Regions from separate parts of the Mus musculus genome. Here all the other regions are linked to region 2. Evidence: chromatin contacts called from public Hi-C, HiChIP or PLAC-seq and promoter capture Hi-C data. All regions are on one chromosome and are shown on one strand. The core of a region is the stretch at or near the end of the contact, and the rest is flanking DNA. Distances in the headings are between cores, read along the strand shown. Region 1 has its middle 130 kb from the start of Gm36720. Region 2 overlaps Gm36653 (a long non-coding RNA gene). Region 3 overlaps Gm36565 (a long non-coding RNA gene). Region 4 holds the start of Igfbp3 (insulin-like growth factor binding protein 3).

Evidence for each region. Promoter capture Hi-C pulls out the DNA fragments that hold promoters and counts their contacts. Hi-C and Micro-C count contacts between places; a contact is called where the count stands out from the background. HiChIP or PLAC-seq counts read pairs in DNA pulled down with a chosen protein or histone mark.
Region 1: a contact with region 2 is called in a Hi-C map of uterus, with 1.5 times the contacts expected there. The contact joins two enhancer-like sites. A contact is called at or near these places in 5 of 484 Hi-C or Micro-C datasets (Sertoli cells, embryonic fibroblasts, uterus and 1 more) and 1 of 115 datasets of contacts at active chromatin or transcription factors (embryonic stem cells).
Region 3: a contact with region 2 is called in a FOXA1 HiChIP or PLAC-seq map of pancreatic cancer cells. The contact joins two enhancer-like sites. A contact is called at or near these places in 1 of 15 datasets of contacts at CTCF or cohesin (the NIH/3T3 cell line), 3 of 484 Hi-C or Micro-C datasets (the AtT-20 cell line, cerebellar granule neurons and nephron progenitors), 3 of 115 datasets of contacts at active chromatin or transcription factors (embryonic stem cells and pancreatic cancer cells) and 1 of 9 other capture datasets (embryonic stem cells).
Region 4: a contact with region 2 is called in a promoter capture Hi-C map of embryonic stem cells, with 5 times the contacts expected there. The contact joins the promoter of Igfbp3 here to the enhancer-like site in region 2. A contact is called at or near these places in 15 of 39 promoter capture datasets (the 3T3-L1 cell line, 3T3-L1-derived adipocytes, HPC-7-derived erythroid cells and 6 more), 2 of 15 datasets of contacts at CTCF or cohesin (embryonic stem cells and stem cell-derived epiblast-like cells), 13 of 484 Hi-C or Micro-C datasets (the 3T3-L1 cell line, the AtT-20 cell line, adipose-derived mesenchymal stem cells and 7 more), 12 of 115 datasets of contacts at active chromatin or transcription factors (embryonic stem cells, epiblast stem cells, fibro-adipogenic progenitors and 1 more) and 1 of 9 other capture datasets (adipose tissue).

Annotation. Positions count from the first base shown.
Region 1 is chr11:7,560,193-7,562,929 of GRCm38.p6, reverse strand. No RefSeq gene overlaps it. Among named protein-coding and RNA genes, the nearest start is that of Gm36720, 130 kb to the right of the region's middle. Within about 2 kb of position 1,324, at least 17 of the 459 cell types and tissues checked have an H3K27ac peak or open chromatin away from gene starts, as enhancers often do. A contact at or near this core is called in uterus, where this site is marked.
Region 2 is chr11:7,422,436-7,425,404 of GRCm38.p6, reverse strand. Gm36653 (a long non-coding RNA gene) reads right to left here. Exons shown (of 4, transcript XR_381034.2): 3 at 2,807-2,920; 4 at 2,073-2,125. Among named protein-coding and RNA genes, the nearest start is that of Gm36720, 5.0 kb to the left of the region's middle. Within about 2 kb of position 1,519, at least 105 of the 459 cell types and tissues checked have an H3K27ac peak or open chromatin away from gene starts, as enhancers often do. A contact at or near this core is called in the AtT-20 cell line, the NIH/3T3 cell line, adipose-derived mesenchymal stem cells and 8 more, where this site is marked.
Region 3 is chr11:7,236,355-7,239,334 of GRCm38.p6, reverse strand. Gm36565 (a long non-coding RNA gene) reads right to left here. Exons shown (of 5, transcript XR_872239.3): 3 at 1,310-1,415. Among named protein-coding and RNA genes, the nearest start is that of Gm36565, 21 kb to the right of the region's middle. Within about 2 kb of position 1,449, at least 57 of the 459 cell types and tissues checked have an H3K27ac peak or open chromatin away from gene starts, as enhancers often do. A contact at or near this core is called in the NIH/3T3 cell line and pancreatic cancer cells, where this site is marked.
Region 4 is chr11:7,212,581-7,215,391 of GRCm38.p6, reverse strand. Igfbp3 (insulin-like growth factor binding protein 3) reads left to right here and starts at 1,469. Exons shown (of 5, transcript NM_008343.2): 1 at 1,469-2,007. The coding sequence starts at 1,602.

The DNA.
Region 1 (2,737 bases), core at 75-2,574, 140 kb before region 2:
AGCAAGCTCCAGGGGATGAATGATAATCAAGAGACAGGGATCTTTGGGAAGAGTTAAAAAAGACTACTGAGTCCTCCACTAAGAGGCCCATTCCAGGGGGCTGGTGAGATGGCTCAGTGGGTAAGAGTACCCGACTGCTCTTCCAAAGGTCCAGTGTTCAAGTCCCAGCAACCACATGGTGGCTCACAACCATCCGTAACAAGATCTGAGGCTCTCTTCTGGTGTGTCTGAAGACAACTACAGTGTACTTACATATAATAAATAAATAAATAGATAAATAAATAAGGCCCATTCCAGATTGTCATGGTGACCTGAATCTCCCCAAGAAGCCTCTTAGAATTTTTAGTATGTTGCTTCTCTATTGATTTCAGTAACCTCCTTAATTCCTCATATCTACTTAAAATGTTAAGTAGGTATTAAAATGCCCTTTCCTAAATAATCAAATACAGTTCTAGCTCCGTGCTGTATTAGTTCCTTTCCTTGTGCTTTAATAAAACACCAGGATCAAGGACAACTTGAGAAAGAGTTTAGAGTTCTAGAACACCATGATGGTGGAGCTCAGGGAAGGTAACAAGGACCAGTCTTGGTGGCTGGGGCAGATGTTTGAGAGCTCGCATATTAAACCACAGGCATGTGGCTTAAGCAGAGGGAGAAGGAGGGGGAGGGGAGAGAGGAGATGGAGAGGGAAACTGAAAGTAGGGCAGAGTCATTAAACTCTCAAAGCCTACCCTTAGTTATATCCTTCCTTCTGGAAGGCTTCATGAATCTCCTAAACCTCCCCAGAGTGCCACCAAGTGTTCACTCAGCGACAGGGGAGCCAAGGGTGAATGTTCTCATCCCACTGGACCTGATCTTACTTTCTTCCCTTCTGTTCCCTATGCATGATTCATTATCTGACCCTTTGTGCCCATTCCATTGGGGATACCAATTTAGTGTTTGTTATGCATGATAATTGGTTAGAGGTTTTTCTTCTCTAAATGATGCTCCAAAGAGTAATTTAAAAAGAAAAAAACAAACAAACAAACAAAACAAAACAAAAACAAATTCATGTCCAGAAGACTCTTTTTCACATCATGCACTCCCAAAAACCTACAAACAGAACACAGGGTCTTGATAGTCATGTATCCTGCTGACATGTTAGGTCAGGAGTATCTCCTGGAATTGCTTGCTTAGAGGCATGAATAATTTAGGGACCTCTCAGAAGTCAGGGGATTACGTCAGGGCAGGTGATTTAATGCTGAGTCACCTGTGCTGACAGAACTGTCACACCCTACTAGTTCACCTGCTCTCAAAGTTCCCTCAGGGAAATCCTAAGAACTGCTAAAGCCCATATGCTGTGTTTCTGAGTAACTCATCACCACAGCCAGACTCAGGGCTGGCAGGGTGGGGAGCTTAGCTAGTCCTCATGGGATATTTGTCAATCAACACTACAATTACTTGAGGCTTTGTTGAAACCTGTGGGGGACTAACAGGCACACAGAAAGAACTGAAAGTAAAGGTGTTGGGGGTTTTGTTTGTTTTGTTTTTTCTTATTGAAGTTAAGGTTTTGCAAGTATCCTTGCAAAGACAAAAGAAATATATTGTCTGGAAGTGATCCACATGCAAATATTTCATATACTAAGATAAGAAAGACCAAGAATCTCACACCAAACTTTCATTTGGAAGTTTTTATTTCTCTTCTGTTTGTTTGCTTGCTTGTTTTTAATTTTTATTGGTTATTTTATTTATTTACATTTCAAATGTTATTCCCCTTCCTGGTTTCCCCTGCACAAACCCCCTATCCAACCCCCAGGCCCTGCTTCTATGAGGGTGTTTATTTCCCAAGAGCTAAAACTAATAAAAGTAAAAGGAAGCAGCTGTCCTTCCGAATATCACTGGACACATGAAAGAATAAGCTCTCTTTTGTGAATTGGTAGTTATTATCACATAAATGCGTATTTATTTATTACATTTGTATGTAGAGGCTGTATTTAAAAGAGACTTTTTCTAACTAAGCATTAAAAATAAGATTCTCAAATTACAACTCAAAAATCCCAGTTTCTATGATGTAAGTAGACTATGATATATTGAGAGATGTCAAAGCAAGTAGATTCACCATCAATGGTTAGTTGCAGGAACTGTGAAGATTCAACACTGTTCTGTTGTGTGTCTTCTAAAAACCCTTCTGATGGAAGCTTATAAGATAGCTCTCTGCACAGCAAACACAAGCTTCACTTTCAGAGGCAACATAGGTTGACTGGCTTGAAATTTTGATGTGGCTTCCTTTGAGGGAATGAAAAGATTGGCCCAAAACACACTCCTCACTTGCAGTGTATCATCAGCCTGGACAGACACCATGAAATCACTCCCTGAGACTCTATCCATCCTCTGTGGGAGAGGTAGCAGAGACTGAGCCATTTAGGACCATTAAAAATGAACAGAGTATATCTCTCTGACCTGTTAAGTTAGTCCACGTTCAATGTCACGCATTAGAACAAGAGTTGTACATGAGAAAATGCAGTTTCTGCTTTCCACCAGGGGAGGTAAGAGAGAATGGTTTCAGCATGTGTTGCTTCTGAAGGAAGACTTCTGTCTTATGGAACACACTGCTGATGTAGATCGTGTGCACAAGCTGACTCTGTGGCTTCATGTTCTGAACTTAATCCTGGAGTCCCCAGTTAGATCACATATGGGTCAGTCCATTCACCCTTAAGTATCCTACTTGCATCCTATGCATCATGAGACACAAAAAAACTAT
Region 2 (2,969 bases), core at 270-2,769:
CCCAGAGGAAGACATCCCAAGAGTGAGCTATAGAGGCAAGCATGGAGCTTCCAAGCCTGCTCTGGTAGTTCTGTGTGTTCACCTAGGCAAGAGCTCTATCCTGTAGGTGTTATGGAAACTCTGGGGACAAAGTGGTTTTAACAAAGATTGAATTGTGATTTTAACAAGGATAACCATGCAAAATGCCACTGGACACAGAGAGTCTGAGGTAAATGCTAATGGCTTGGGAAACTGTCAGGTCCATCTACTGCTGGAACCCTTTCCTATCTGAGGCAGAGGACCAGGGATTCAGGTCTTTGAATTTCCTGGTCTTCCTTTACTAATTTCCTCTCAGAACAAATCCTTGTGAAATCTCTTATCCCATTGGTCTGCTCTTAGACAACTGACCAAGGACAAGCCTGACTCCATGAAGACACAGGAGCCCAGTTTCTTGCACTGAGAGCCAACCCGTGCTGACTGTGTTCCGTCCCAGTTTCCCCTGGATCATTGGTCTGCATCTTTGACTGAATTTTGCTTGACCCATCTTGCTACCCTCTTTAAGTTCTTTACTGATTTCCTCTGAGAACAAGGTCTTGTGAAATCTCTTATCCCATAGGTCTCCTCTTAGAGAATTGACCAAGGACAAGCCCGGATGTCAAAACTGGTCCACAATTGAAGAAACTCAGGCAAAGGGGCATGTGTGACTCGAAAAACATATACCTTCCTTTCCACCCAGAAGGAATCATGTTTTCTTTCTCTGAGAGGGTATTTAGGACACTGGGAAGGCAGTGTGTAGCTCTTACACATCAACCACACCTAAGTAGAGGGTACAACAAAAACTAGGACATTTGCTCCCTCTGGCCACTCTGGCCATAAGGTGGATAAACATGAACCATGTAGTGGACTTCTCAGATAAGTCACAGGCACCAGGTGGGAACCCATGGTTGCATCACCAATTCTAGACTCTACATCTATGAGGTACCCTAGAGTTGAATTGGTGGTAAATCACCATCAGCTACAGTTTTATCAGGCTCTGCACCTATGTTTAAAGTAAGCATGGAGGCACGGCCTGGCAAGATGCCACAGAGGGATGCTGACATCTGGAAAGATTTGCATTCTGGTGCCCCAGGTCTCTTTCAGCTCTGGGAGATGACGCCTGATGCCTGCGTGATCCCTCACCAGCTGAAACCTGAAACTTCTCTGTGACTCACCTTCACCTCAGAGGAACTGAACTGAAGGAGCGGCAGGTGTTTTTGATCAGGGTCAACAACTCCATCCTCCAGCAACCCTGAGCTGTGAGAAGTGACAGGTCCCCTAATGTTCTCAGATAGCGTATCTCTTCTGGCACTGCTGCTAAATTGCCAGTTGCTGCATAGACAGGAGCAGAGAGATCCTGGCACCTGCCAAGGCCTGAGTCAGGCTGACTCCTACCTGAAGCTGTGGGTAACACACACATCACTCTGGGCAGTAAGTCATAGCTCTGTGTCATAGCTAATCCAGGCCAAGATGGAACCCACAAGTTTCAACAGTGATGCTGTGCAGACTGGAAAATACCCCTGAGTCGCCCAGTAATTCTTGAATCCTCCTTGCACTTTGTGGAATGCAGTAGGAGAGGTGCCTTGTGACTGCTGAGTCACTGTGCTACAAGAGGTCAATCAGGAGGCCCACATCCAACCCTGTTCTGTGCAAAAGCTCCTGGGGATATGCTAATCACTCAGCATTCAGCGGGAGCCACCCAGTTAATCAGGCGTCTACTCCCGGGGAGAAACCGAGATAGAAATGTAAGTGCCGAGAACTGAGTTTACTGCAGTCATTAGCATCAGGATAGCTCTATCTACATTGTGTGGGTTATCCAAGGCAGAGGGCTCTGCCTTTTGCACAACCCAAGGTGCACACAACCCAGTGCAGAAAACTTAGAAGCCTGGCGCTGCCCCTGCTTTCTGCTCTCCAGTGTGAAAGGCTCCCTTTAAAGGGGCCCCCTTGTGAATACAGTGTTCCCAACGAGTCCCAAGAGAGAACAGGACTGTCCGCAGACTCCTGATGAGTTAAGAGCTAATGAAAAGGAACCTGCTCTGCTTTACACGAAAAGGATGCTCGCGTAGTTTCTGCTGGTGTTTGTAGAAAGGCATCGGGTTCTGATTCAATGCTGAAACAAAGCACATGCCATTACATGAAGAGGTCTGGCTGACATCCCTGAATTTTACACATTGCTACTCAGTTAGTACCTGTGTTCCTCATTCGTGTGTGTGTGTGTGTGTGTGTGTGTGTGTGTGTAGTTTATTTTTAAGAAATTCTGGATATGTATGTCTTCACCCTGTATCCCACTGCCCTCACCTTCTCTCCCCTCTCTTTAGTCTACTTTGTTCCCTTAGGCAGTTTTATTTCTATTTTTATTTCATACATAGTTACAAACATGATTTTATTTACCCAGAACCTCAGATGAGAGAAAACATAGACAATTGTCTCTCTGAGAGTGTATCAGTGTCTATCGTTACCAAAGTAAATGTCATGAAACAAATAGTCCTGTTGAGATTGGCATTAACTGTGACTATCAGCAAACTGAGATGTATAGTTCTCTGCCTTTACAACTCCTGACTCTTTTACCATTTTGGTTGAAGGAATCTTCAGTTTTGTTTATTTGAAGCTGTGAAATCACTTTAATTCTAGGAAGGTAAAAATCCCCAAATTCTTATTTGCTATTTATGTAAGCCATGAAGTGAAGTATGCCTCTCTGTGTCTCTGTCTCTGTCTGTCTCTCCTGTCATTGTTGCTTTTTGGTTTTGAAGATAAGGTCATTCTATGTAGCTCTTGCTGGCTTGGAACTCACCGTGGAAGGTTAATCTCACACTCGCAGCAATCCTTCGGCCTCTGCCTCCCAAGTGTGGAGCTACAGGTGCGAGCTGCTTGACTGGACTTCTTTTTCACTTCTTGTTCTTTAGTCCTAAAAAAAAAAAAAAAAAAAATCCCTCCAACAAAATGACTGTGCAAAC
Region 3 (2,980 bases), core at 200-2,699, 190 kb after region 2:
GAACAAAGGCAGATAGGCTGAGCAAACAATGACTTCACTCTGTATCAGAGTGGTCAGGCACTCAGGCCTCTGCGGGCTCTTTCTAATTCACATGAAAGGCCACAGAGGGGCAGGGTGCTGTGCTGAATGTCTGCCCAATCAACTGAGGCAAACCTAAGGGCTCCCAACTCAGGGCCCCTTTCATCGGGATTCCTGGAGAGCCACTAGCCCACACAGCCTTTCAACATCCTCATCTGGGGCTCTCCCATGGGCCCTCGCCTCCATTGTGGTGCCAAACACCTCAGCTCTTCAACACCCCTCAATTTTATTTTCTTACTGAACACCAACATGGGGAAACAAAGGAATCACAAAAGTGAAACAGCACAGGGAGGGCCACAGAAGGCAGAGGAAGCAAGGACGGTGTGGACAACCCCATCAGAGTGCAATCGAGAAAGAGCTGCCCAGCTATGAGGATATACAGAGCAGTGTGAACATGTTGTCCTTCGAACCACCATGGGACCTGGTTTCATAGCTGTCAACTTGGGGCTGGGTCCTGGACAGTCTGGAACAGCCCCTTGAGCCCCACCAAAGCTGATCCCTTCCAAAGTCCTCCAGCACTTGGCAGAGAGCTCCAAATGAAGATGGCGGCTCACACACTTCCATATCCACCCAGCAAGGCACATGTTCCTACGGAACTTCCAGAAGTCCAGCCAAGTTAGAAAGCCAAGCACAGAAGATATCGAAGTGAAGGAGCCACATCCAGTTCACTGCAATTAGCACTGCAGTTTAACCAGATCACTGGGACCATGCAGGGTGGATACAGCCTTCCCAAATGATGGTGACCATCACAGGGACAGGGTTCTGCTCCTCCCTCTCTCTTAACACCGACCAACCTCCTCTAAAAAGGGGCCAAGCTACAGACACATGCACTGCAATGCAATTGCCCAGAAGTACTGACCCCACTTCTGGGGCCTCATTCCTGCTGCCAAGACTAAAATAACCACAAAACCCCTATGCCTGCTGAACTTAGGGCAAATAAGGGCACCAAAGAACTAGTTCCAACCCTGTAGATTGCTACAGGAAAAAGATTTGAATGCTTTGTCTTAAAGCACTTTAATTAAGGTTGGTGGTAGGCTAGACTACTGTCTCTGTTTCCACTGAGCCTAAGATTGCTCTGAACTTGCCCACAATCAAGTCCCTCCATGAGTCTGACCATGTATCCATGTCTATCTACGTGTGCTCCCTCTATTGCACTAGCCTTGACCTGCTTGCAATTCCAGTCAAAACCTATCCATTTGGGTGAGTCTCACTTCGCCCTCCAGATGTTTACCGTGGGTGGTCACTGCTATTGCCAAGACAACCACACTGTCACAGGCCATTCAGATATTGACGCGTCAGACGTGTTCTACTGCATGGTGAATCAACATTCTCTGTTTCTGAAACAAAGTGAGGAAATAGAATATCAGAAACTGCTAAAGTGCAGAAGGACGGAGAGGATGTCTGAGAGCTGACTCACACTGCTTTCATTCACTGTGGAACAGACCTACATTAACCCTGTGATGCCAACTCAGAACTAACCACTTCAGCTGCAGGAGCAGGTTTTGATGGGGATTTAAGAGCCAGAACAAAGCATCATAAAAGAGGGAGTGCTACAACCCACTAACCAGTCTCAAGGCAATACAGTGATCCCAACAGGCCTGATGATGATGGACCCCTGTAATGTCTGATAAAATCACTCTTGTAGACAAATCTTACATCACTACTGTGATGGCCCCTGGATCTGGAAGATTAAAGAGAGATCCCCACAGACACATTTCATGAAGGAGGAGGAGGAGGGGAGGGGAGGGGGAGAGGGGAGGGGAGGGGAGGGGGAAGAGGAGAGAAAGGGGGAGGGGGAGAGAAATGGGGGAGAGGGAGGAGGAGAGGGGGAAGGATAGGGGAGAGGATGGGGGGAGGGGGAGGGGAAGAGGAAGAGGGGGAGGGGAAGAGGAAGAGGGAGAGGAGGGGGAGAGGGAGAGGGAGGGGAGGGGGAGAGGGAGAGGGAGGGGAGGGGGAGAGGGAGAAGGGGAAGAAGGGGATGAAGAAGAGGCATCCTTCCCTGAGATCAGAGGCAGAGCTACAAATCCTTAACATTAGGGCACATCTGATTCAAACTCAGGATTCTTTACCAAATAACAGGTGCCTGTCCAGTGAAGGAGCAAATGCACCCATCCACACCTGCTGTGCTCTACTGTTTCGGGGATGCTGTTCCATGGCCTCTCTCACTATTCCACCAAGTAGTCTGACAAGTTCTTTACCTGAAATACTACTCACTCTGGTCTTTGGCAGGTCAAACATAAGTATTGACTGTGTTTAGTATATGGGGAAATCAAGAGTCAGACCATTGTCAGACCATAAGGTGAGCAAAAGAAAGAGGAACCGAGGCCACATGTCACTGCCAAACAAAATTCATGGAGGACAGAACACTACTGTACTATACCTGGTCCTCTGCTTCATGCTGGAAACTGCCATGGCTGGAGGTAACAATTAAAGGCCTGTGAAACTGAAAAAACTAAAGGAACTGATGCTCTTCTGGAGGCAAGGAAGGGAACCAAGGATTTTGTTCTGGGCTGGTTTCCTTCTCACACATTATTCCAATGGGGTCACAAAGCTGAGTTTTGTAGGCCCTAGGAAATGTTTGATTCCACACTGGCAGTCTCTAGCCACACAGCCTAATCTCACTCTACATCTCCTATAAACCCACAAATCTCAGGGGTCCCATTTCTATGGTTCCCAGAACCACCAAGAGTTCCCTTCTCCCTATGAGTGGATGCGGGAGAGACTTGAGGTGACAGTGAGAAAGGAAGACACAGAACCTGGGAAGACTGCAAGCCACGGGCTTTCCAAACACACACAACCTCAGTGAGCTCTGCCTTGAATGGCACTTGGAGTCTCAGGCTCCTTATGGGAAGCAAAAATGTTGGTGACACCCGTTAGCCTCGCTTCAAGCCAGAGAGTGAGG
Region 4 (2,811 bases), core at 220-2,719, 210 kb after region 2:
TGTCTTGGCAGCTCTGGCCTTCACGGGTCTCATATTTTTTTCTTTGTAAAGGTCCAAAATTTTATCATTCTTATTTATAGTATCAAATAAGGGAGAACTAAATTTTACTAAAATTAAGACATAATTTTTTTAAAGGGGATATAAATTTGTAGAGAGAGCCACAGATACAGGGAGATGTAAAGACACACGGGTGGATGAATGTCCACTTCACCAGATAAGATATACATGATAGACGGAGGGATATGTGGGGGAAGTCGTCTTAATTTGCTTCCTGCATAAAATTGCACAGATCTCCCCAAAGACAATCTCCCCAGCCTATGGTAAACAACTCAAGAGTATCCAGGAAAGTCTCCTTCCAAGTCGGTCTCTCAAGTTCCCACCACTCATCCACGAATTGTTTTAAATAAATAAATAAACCGCGAAGTCTGTCGATTCAATTCTGGACCACCAGCGTCCTCTGTTGGTCACCTATAGGAGGAGCGTGCAGACTTTGGAGAGACTCGTACAAAAGAACTCAATAGCTGCGCTATTGCGCCTGGATTTCAAGTCAGAATGAACGGATTAGCAAGAACTCCAGTCTGCACTGGAGCACATCAGAAGTTGGTATAGGGGTCCAACGATGACTAAAACTCGTTGTGAACAGTATTCATTTTAAGGGCTGCTTGGCTACTAATCATGCATGCTTCAGTGTCTCAGTAGTTATTTTAACGCAGATGCGTCCGCTAAAAAGATTCTCCCAAACAAGAACTAGAGGAACTTCTCATCTTTAAAAAGAAAAAAACTGTCCTCACTCCTATCTGGGAAAGTGCAACGACGTATTTGAGTATTTTGAGTCCCTACCTCCTTGAAAAGCAAATCCTTTGCGCCCATAGCTGTCAGCGTGAGGTTGTGCGGTGCTGAGACTCTGGGAGCTAAAGTGGCCCGTGGTGCAGATTTAAACCTCGAGCTCTAAGGTTCTCCAGACCTCAAAGTGATCTGCGCGTTCTCGCTGGGAAATGCCTAATACAGCATACCCTACACGAGGAATTCCATTGCGGGAACTTTACAAAGTACACAGGCGCTGAATGGGTCCGGGCCAGCTTCCCAAACATAAACCATCCCTGGAAAGGCCAGCTTAGCCAGCCATCCAGGGGGAGGGGCTATAGGGTCCGGGACGCCAAATTGGCTGGGAGTCATTGAAGGAAGAGAAGACCAGAGTCCCTGGAGTGGCTGGGACTCTAGAGACGCAAGGTGGCCTGGAGCGCCTGTGGTTACCCGTGAAGAGGTGGCCCTGATACAGGGCGTGCGCACAGAGAGCAGGTGCCCGGTGAAGACGCGCGCAGCGCGCCCCCGTCCTCGTTCCCGCTTCGTCGGGAGGCGCGGGCCCCGGAGCGGAGCCTGCGCCGGCCCACCCCCCACCCTCGCCGTTCCGGGGCGTGTCCTCCGCCACCCCGGCTTCTATATATCGGCCTGCGCGCCCGGGCTGCCCAGATGCGAGCTTAGAGCGGCGACTGGGCGCTGAGGACCTGCTTGCTCGCTGCTCCCATCCCGCCGCCTCATCCCGCCGCCTCATCCCGCGTGCTCCACTCCGCTCCCCTCCACCGAGCCGTCCACCCGGCGCCATGCATCCCGCGCGCCCCGCGCTCTGGGCGGCTGCGCTCACTGCCCTCACTCTGCTCCGCGGACCGCCGGTGGCGCGAGCTGGCGCGGGCGCGGTGGGCGCGGGCCCCGTGGTGCGCTGCGAACCGTGCGACGCGCGTGCGCTGTCCCAGTGCGCGCCTCCGCCCACCGCGCCCGCGTGCACGGAGCTGGTGCGAGAGCCCGGCTGCGGCTGCTGCCTGACTTGCGCGCTGCGCGAAGGCGACGCGTGCGGCGTCTACACGGAGCGCTGTGGCACCGGCCTCCGCTGCCAGCCGCGGCCCGCGGAGCAGTACCCGCTGAGGGCGCTGCTGAATGGCCGCGGGTTCTGCGCCAACGCCAGCGCTGCAGGCAGCCTAAGCACCTACCTCCCCTCCCAACCTGCTCCAGGTAAGCTGTCCCTGCCACGTGCGCCACGCGCAACTCCCTGGGACCCGACGAGGGTGGCAGGGAGTGTATCTTCAGATGTTTGTCTTGGCTCATATTGAAGGTTGGAAAATGGACCCTGGGAGGCGGAGTGAGGCACTGAACCCATTTTTCCTCTTGCTTGGTTCTCAAAGTACAGCTTTTCTTATAAGTTGCAAAATGCGCTCTGTGAAAATAGGTAGAATTCAGTGCCAGGACGAGCGGGTAGCAAGGGAGACTGCCAGTGGACAGATCCCAGTCACTGGAGAGTCTCCTCGCTGAGCGGGGATACCCAGGTTTAGGTCTGTGTAACCCAGCTGTTGACCTGGGTTTTCATTCCTCATAAATTGGGAAGGAGCGCGTCTATCCCAGGGAAGCTTGAGTGTAGGAATCCCGGGTTGGATCCGGACCATGAAGGTATTTGCAGGCAGCCACGCTGTTGGAAACAGTACCTGTCTTGAAACATCCTATCATTTGCACGGGCTAATTGGCAACGCAGGATTGTGTCCCAATTTATCCAAAAACTAACGAGATGAAATTAAGAGCACTGGTGTCTTTGAAACTGTGAAACCTAAAGTTCAAAACTGCTCAGTGTCACCAGGAGCTGCAAAAAGGTTTGAGCCCGGTTCGGGCCCCATAGGCGCCATCCTATGCTCTGCAGCAGCGCCTTCCAGATTCAGAGACTGCATTTGGTGCAGAGGATGCAGACTCAGGCCGGTTCCCTGCCAAAGCAGAGACTAGAAATGCGAAGTACGACCCAGGAATGTTACTCTTTCTAATTCGACCTAG